2 separate regions of the Anas platyrhynchos genome follow, and region 1 is linked to region 2. The links are chromatin contacts, called in public Hi-C maps. All regions are on one chromosome and are shown on one strand. The core of a region is the stretch at or near the end of the contact, and the rest is flanking DNA. Distances in the headings are between cores, read along the strand shown. Region 1 holds the start of ERLIN2 (ER lipid raft associated 2). Region 2 holds the start of NSD3 (nuclear receptor binding SET domain protein 3).

Region 1 (3,349 bases), core at 447-2,946, 170 kb after region 2:
CAGAGGGACACCACGGGCTGGGAGCTCACGGGGGAAGGCTCCTGGCTCAGTCACAGCAGCAAGAAACACAGAGCCAGACTGAAACGAGGAAAGCACCACAAGAGAAGGCTGCATCACAACCACCCACTTCATTCAGGGGAGTTTTAATTATTGCTGGTATTTCATCGCATCCCAATCAATATTCTGCCACATGCCTTGTAAGCAGAGTGACACCTTTATACCAGCAGCCCTCGCTGCATTATCTGCGAGTCTCTGTCCTGCACACACACACACAAAAAAAAAAAGCCTGCCCTGGTCATTCTCTTTGTGCGTCAGACTCCAGCCTTCTGCCCTCAGACACCCCGTCTCCCCTGCCCCTTGCACACCTCGTTATTCAAATTAGAAGTTTATCAGCAGGATCCTCGGGGGTCACAGGGGAAGAGCTCACCTGCACTTTGGATCAGGAAATTCACCACCTCAATTCGGTCAAAATAAATCATCACTCCTCCGCTGCAGAAGGAAGCAGAAGGAAAACGAAAGGGGGAAGTTTGCTGGAGGCCACGAGCTCTGCCCTGCCGCCGGTGTGTGAGCGGGGCACACTCCCCTCTAGCGGGGGAGCGCAGCACTCGCACCTCCGGCAGGCACCGCTGCGACACCACGGCAGGGACCTGGGACAGGCTGCTGGTGCCTCCAGGAGCAGGAGCCAGGCTTCGAAAAATCATCTTTTTAGAGGAAACTCCATGGAAATACAACCCCCCGATCCCTGACCTATTTAATACCAAGCAATCCACTTTCCTGCTGTGCTCCAGTTCAGGCAAGCACAGTAGGAGTATCTTACTTACAGAAAGGATATAATTTTAATATTAAATTCTTGCCCATAAGTTGGTACGAAAAAGATGATTGTGGAAGGTGCAGCCTGTTTGTGGCAGAAGGTAACTGCACTGAGAACTAGAGTACCAAGTCCTGCGGCACCTGCATTAACGCCAAATGTGGAAGCTCAGGGAGTCGGGTAGGGCTGGAGGTGGGAGATGGAGCTCCTGAGGAGCAGGACATGCATTTTAAAGCAAATTTGTGTTTAAAGTACATTGGGGTGAGGAAGGGGATAGGGAAAAGGCCCTAAAAGAGCCCAGCAAAATCAGGGAAGCGCAGGGACAGAAGCCAAGCGACTCACCTGGTCCCGCAGGGCACATTTTTCACCTCATCCGTCTGCAGCGTGGTCTGCACAGAGAAATACTTCAGAAAACCCCCTCTGGAGCCAGGCCTCCCACAGCAAACGGGGCTGGGCCCGGTCCCCCGAACACCCCCAAACCCCCCTGGTCCCCCTGAACCCCCCCCCCCAGCCTCACCTGCACCGACTTGTAGGACGTGATGAAGGGCAGCATGAGGTGGAAGCCGGGCCCGCTGGTGGAGGTGAGCAGCGCCCCGCCGCTGAGGAGAGAAGGGACAGGGAGAGAAACGCGGCCGTCAGCGGCAGCCCCGCACCGGGCCGGGCCTCGCTCAGCCGGCCCGGGGGGAGACCGCAGCGGCCGCCTCACCGGTAATAGACGCCGATGTGGCCCTCCTCGATCTTGTGGATGGCGGAGAGGAAGGCGGCGGCCAAGCAGCCGAGGCACAGAGCGGCGGCGGCCCCCAGCTGGGCCATGCCCGGCCTCGGCGGGACGCGGCTGCCGCTGCCCGCCCGCCGCGCGTCATCAGCCGGCGCCCGCCGCCGCCCGTGGGGAGCCGCCGGGGGGCGCCGCAGGGCCCGGAGATCCCAGGGCCGCGGGTTCGAGACCCGCCCGGGTCTCCGCGCAGCCCCCGCTCAGTGGGGAGGGGGAGATGTGGGGGCACAGCGGGACCTGCAGCATCCTGGGTGGGTGTTGAGGACGGGGAGAGCCCCTCACAGGAGGTTCTTCTATGAACTGAGCTCTTCCTCATGTGTATGAAGCACCACACTGAGCCCCTGGGCACTGCTGAGCCCCCACCGGGGTCTTGTGTCCAGAGAGACCCCCTCACAAGAGGTTCTGCCATGAACTGAGCTCTTCCTCATGTACATGAAGCACCACGCTGACCCCCTGAGCACTGCTGAGCCCCCACCAGGGTCCTGAGGCCTCTCAGAGGAGGTTCTGCCATGAACTGAGCTCTTGCTTGCATGCACAAAGCACCACGCTGACCCCCCTGGGCACTGTTGAGCCCCCACCTGGGCCTTGCGTCTCAAAAGACCCCCTCAGAGGAGCTTCTCCCATGAATTGACCTCTTGGTTGCATGCACAAAGCACCACGCTGCCCCCCATGGCACTGCCAAGCCCCCACTTGGGCCTTGTGCCCAGAGAGACCCCCTCAGAGGAGGTTCTCCCATGAACTGCCCTCTTGCTCGCACACACGAAGCACCACACTGTCCCCCCAGGCATTACCAAACCCCCAGCCAGCCCCAAGGCCACCCAGCAGGGTCTGTGCCCCCCGACGAGCCCCCCATGGCCTCCCCGCCGGGGCTCGGCTCTCCCACAGCAATCTGTTCCCCATCTGGACCAGGCCAGACCGAGGGGCAATAACGGGGAAAGTGACAGAGCACGCAAAGATATATTAAATCTTCCGCATCTATAATTGTTGAAGGGGACTTAAAAAACATAGGAGAGACGTATAAAATGTCAATAAAGTAAAATAATTTGATCTTTACAGTTGATAGATCTCCTAGGGTTATATATAACAAACCTGTCAGAAGGATTCAGCGCCGTTTAGAAGTAGGGAATGAAATATCTGCTATATTTGTCAATCCAAATTTTACAGCTCTTAAATAAGCGCAAAAGGGCGCCAGAGATGAAATACACCCTGTATTAGATTTTTTTAAAAAATGCTTGCCCAGATTTAAGGCCCTGATAAAATGTATTAAATCTTTAAAGGTTTTAATGAATCTAGTATGTGTTTCATAAATCAAGAGCCTCTGCTCAGCCCCCTCTCAGTTTAATAAGGGTAAACTAGGAAATTGCTCTGAGCTGAAGCAAAATACATTCATATAATATTGAAAAGTAATAGATTTTTAAATGTGGGGTGTTCTGGCTCGCAGGCGAGGTTTTGCTTCATAACATCGGCGCTATATCATTACCCTGAATGGGAAACCATCTGTGGCCACGTGTTTAACAGCATCAAGATGTGAACTAGCACAAAGGTAAATATTATTTGTAATAATCCTGAAAAAAAAAAAGCCAAAAAAATCATTACTTCTAGACCTCAGGCCAGGAACATTCGGGGGTGTCTGTGCTGGGACTCTGTTTTTAGCAGCGAGAACTTTTTTACACTAACAAACGGTTTATTGCACCCACTTCTCGCTGGCACTTGAAGCCTTTTTCATCTCTGCCCCATTCTTCCCCATCCCACTGAATTGAAGCCCGTGT
Region 2 (3,344 bases), core at 304-2,803:
CAGCCGGGAGCTCACAGAGGCCTCGTCCCGGGGCGTCCCGGGGGGGCTGGGCCTAGGCCCGGGCCTACCGGTACCGGGCTCGGGCTCGGTCCGCCAGCGCCGTCCCATCACGCCCTGCGCCGGCCGCTCTAGCCTAAGCGCGGCTCTCTATGGTTCCCCCCCCCCCGCATCAATGCGTCGCGGCCGCTTCGGCGGGAGCCAATCGGGAGGCGCAGCCGCGGCCCTGCCGGCGGACAGCCAATGGGAGAACAGGGGGCGGGGCGCAACCCGAGGTGCCCCGTGGGGAAGGGAGGTGATTGGTGGGGACGCGCGAGGGGGGGAGTGACGTCACGGGGCGGGGCGTGGCGGCGGCGCGAGGAGCGGCGGCGGGGACGGGGCGGGACGGGAGGGGGCGGCGCGGCCCGTTCGGCCCCGTTAAGGCCCCATTAAGTCCCGTTTAGGCCCTATTGGGCCCGTAAGGCCCCGTTAAGCCCCATTAGGACCTGTTAGGCCCCATTAGGCTCCATTAAGCCCCGTTAGGCCCAGTTCAGGCCCCATTAGGCCCCATTGAGGCCTTGTTGGGCCCCGCTAGGCCCCAGTTAGGCCTCGTCCAGACCCCGTTCGCCCCGTTAAGCCCCATTCAGGTCCCGTCCGACCCTGTTTAGGCCCAGTTCAAACCCAGTTAGGCCCCATTCAGACCCTGTTAGCCCCATTAAGCCCCATTCAGACCCAGTTTGACCCCATTGGGCCCCATCCAGGCCCTGTTTGCCCCATTAGGCCCTTTTGCACAGGCGGGTTTGGGCGGGTCTCTTAATAAATAAATAAATAAATAGATAGATAAATAAATAAATAACAAGGAATTGGGAAACGGGTGAGAAGCGAGGCAGGCAGCTCCCGAGGCCGGCCGCCAGAGGTCTCTCGCTGCATTTCCCATCGGGGCTGGTCTCCAAGCCCTTAAGTTCTGGGAAAAAAAAACTCCCCGCCGCTCCTCCAGATCGGTTTTTACGATCAAAAACATTTCTGCGGTGTCAGTGCGGGCTGTGCAACGGTACGGCTTGGTGCCCGAGTGCTTTGTGCTGCTAACGGCCGTTCTGCTCCCATGGGATTTCTTTCCTTAGGAGGCTAAGGAGGGTCAAGGTGCTGCTGTGAAGCCTCCCTGGCATGGATTCAGTGTTAGCTCTGGGGGCAGCTTCCCAACCAAGCAGCCGTTTCACATAAAAACTTGGGAACAGGCAAAAGTGGCGTGTGAGAAAGCTGAACAGGGAAAAACTGAGGAGAAAAATGGAGGAGGATGAGGATTGCTGTCAGGAGGAGTCAGTGGGAAGCAGCAGCTGTGCTCCCACCCCGCAGCCACGAGAAGATCAGCAGCAGCCCAGCAACTGCGGGCACTCGGGGCTACAAATGCACAGCAGGGAGAGGAACAGAAAAGGGAAGGGGTAGGGGAAGGCTTTGGGGCCAGCTTGTAGTTCCCCCAGAACTACATCCCCCAGCATGCCCCGCGGCGGGCCCCCCTCCGGCGCAGCCAATGGGAGGCGGCGTCGCGCGCAGGCGCGGCTCAGAGCGGCGGGGGAGCGGCGGGGGGCGGAGGCGGCGGCGCGGGAGCGGGGCCGGGGCCGGGGCCGGGGGCTCGGAGCGGCGCGGGGCGGGCCCGGGGCGGCCCCGCAGCGCAGCGCAGCGCCTCACCCCCCGCCCGCCTCACCCCGCCGCCCGCCCGGCGCCTCCCCGCGGCCGCGCAGCCCTCCCGGGGCGGGGCCCGGCGGCAGCGGCGGCGGCGGCGGCGGGGGCGCGGAACTCGAGGCCCGGGCTGCGGCCTGCGGGCAACGGGCGGCGGCGGCGGCGGCCTGACGGGACGGGACGGGCCGGGCCGGGCCCCGCCGCCCCCGCCGCCGGCCTTTGTCTCCTCGGGGCTCGGCGGGGGCGGTTAGAATGGAACTGACGGAAGGTGAGGGCGGGGGCGGCGCGGGCGGGCACCGGGGGGCGGCGGCGCCATGTTCGCGGCGGGCACGGAGCGGAGCGGCCGGGGCGGGCCCGGCACGGCTCGGACAGGCCCCGAGAGCGGCTTCGGGGCCGCTGGGCCGCGCCTGGAGCCTGCCCGCGGCGCCGCTCCGTGCCCCGGTGCCTTGGGGCCGTGTCCGTGGGTCCCTGGCCGTGTCCGTGGGTCCCGCTCCCTGGGTCCCGGTTCCCCCCCGAGGCTCGGGGCACGGCCTGGAGGCGGCTGCGGGGCGCTGAGGGGAGGCTCAGCCGCGGCCTGGGGGCTCCCGGGGCTGTTGGGGGGGCTGGGAGCCTCGGGGAGCTGCTCGGAGCCTGCCCCAGCCGCAGCACGAGCGGCTCAGGGGCTCTGTGGTGTTTGCTCGCAGCCTTTGGGTGATTTTGGCCCCGCAGCGCTGCCGGGGATTGGGGGGGTGCAGGGGCTGTGGGGCCGTGGGGCTGTTAGCCCGGCCTCCGTGCGTGTGAGCGGGTTGTGATTCACACAGCGCTCGGTGCTGCCAAAGCTCTGACTCCTGGTGTTGTGTGGATATCGGGCTCTGAGCCTCCCCAGAGAGCCAGAGGGTTTCCTCCATGTCCCTCGCTTGAGTCCTGAGGCTCTTCAGAACAAGCGAGTGCCCCACGCTCCTGTTACCCCTTCTGTTTCTAAATGCACAGTGTTTGTGTGAGGTGGCTGCTTCCATTCCCCCGCGGGAAGCTCGGTAACAGTGGCCGTGTCAGAGCCCTCTGGCAGACGGGGCTGATTCTCCTGGCACTCAGAACCTGTGGGAAGGTGCCCAGGGAGGTGCCCAGCCTCACCGCGAGCTCTAAACGGTGAGCAAAGTTTGTCAGGAGGCCTCTGATTCACCTGCGGTGCCTGCTGGAGGAGGCTGCTCGGGCCAGCTGAAGTCAGTCCCAATCCACAGGTGCAATTTGTAGGTGCTGACGAGTCTGCGCCCAGCTGGAAACTGGGCACGGGCCTAGGGTGTGGAAGTGGAAATACTGCGGGGTTTTGTACAGGTATCCAGGACAAAACGAGACAGAGCAGCCCGTGAACACCCAACGCAGCAGTACCTACAGGTGGTCGCTGCACTCCTGCCTCGTGCTGAGTTATTTCTCAAAGCGTAGGGGCTGTAGTGCCCTGGGAGGTGGCTCCCCAGCCGGTTTTGATGCAGCTGTAGAAAAAGCACGGGCACGGTTGGGTCTAGTGAGGTGTTTGCTGTCAGGTGTCGGTGCTGAGCTGCTGCAGGACGCCAGCCACAGCTGCCAGGGGCACTGAGCAGGGCAGAGTGGAGCCGGGAGGGAAATCAATCGCAGCAGTTTGGAACCAGCCCAGCCTGCCTGGGCCAGACCCATGGGTTTGGAGGGCAGCGGGTGCTGCGAGGCTCAGGGCTCGCTGG

What was found. Hi-C and Micro-C count contacts between places; a contact is called where the count stands out from the background.
Region 1: a Hi-C map of liver shows a contact between it and region 2, with 4 times the contacts expected there. The contact joins the promoter of ERLIN2 here to the promoter of NSD3 in region 2. A contact is called at or near these places in 2 of 8 Hi-C or Micro-C datasets (liver and skeletal muscle).

The regions. Positions count from the first base shown.
Region 1 is chr23:854,791-858,139 of IASCAAS_PekinDuck_T2T, forward strand. It overlaps ERLIN2 (ER lipid raft associated 2), which reads right to left and starts at 1,697. Exons shown (of 11, transcript XM_038166908.2): 1 at 1,515-1,697; 2 at 1,326-1,407; 3 at 1,151-1,197; 4 at 428-489. The coding sequence starts at 1,621.
Region 2 is chr23:682,275-685,618 of IASCAAS_PekinDuck_T2T, forward strand. It overlaps NSD3 (nuclear receptor binding SET domain protein 3), which reads left to right and starts at 1,554. Exons shown (of 23, transcript XM_038166846.2): 1 at 1,554-1,921. LOC139999362 (a long non-coding RNA gene) reads right to left here and starts at 231. Exons shown (of 2, transcript XR_011804751.1): 1 at 1-231.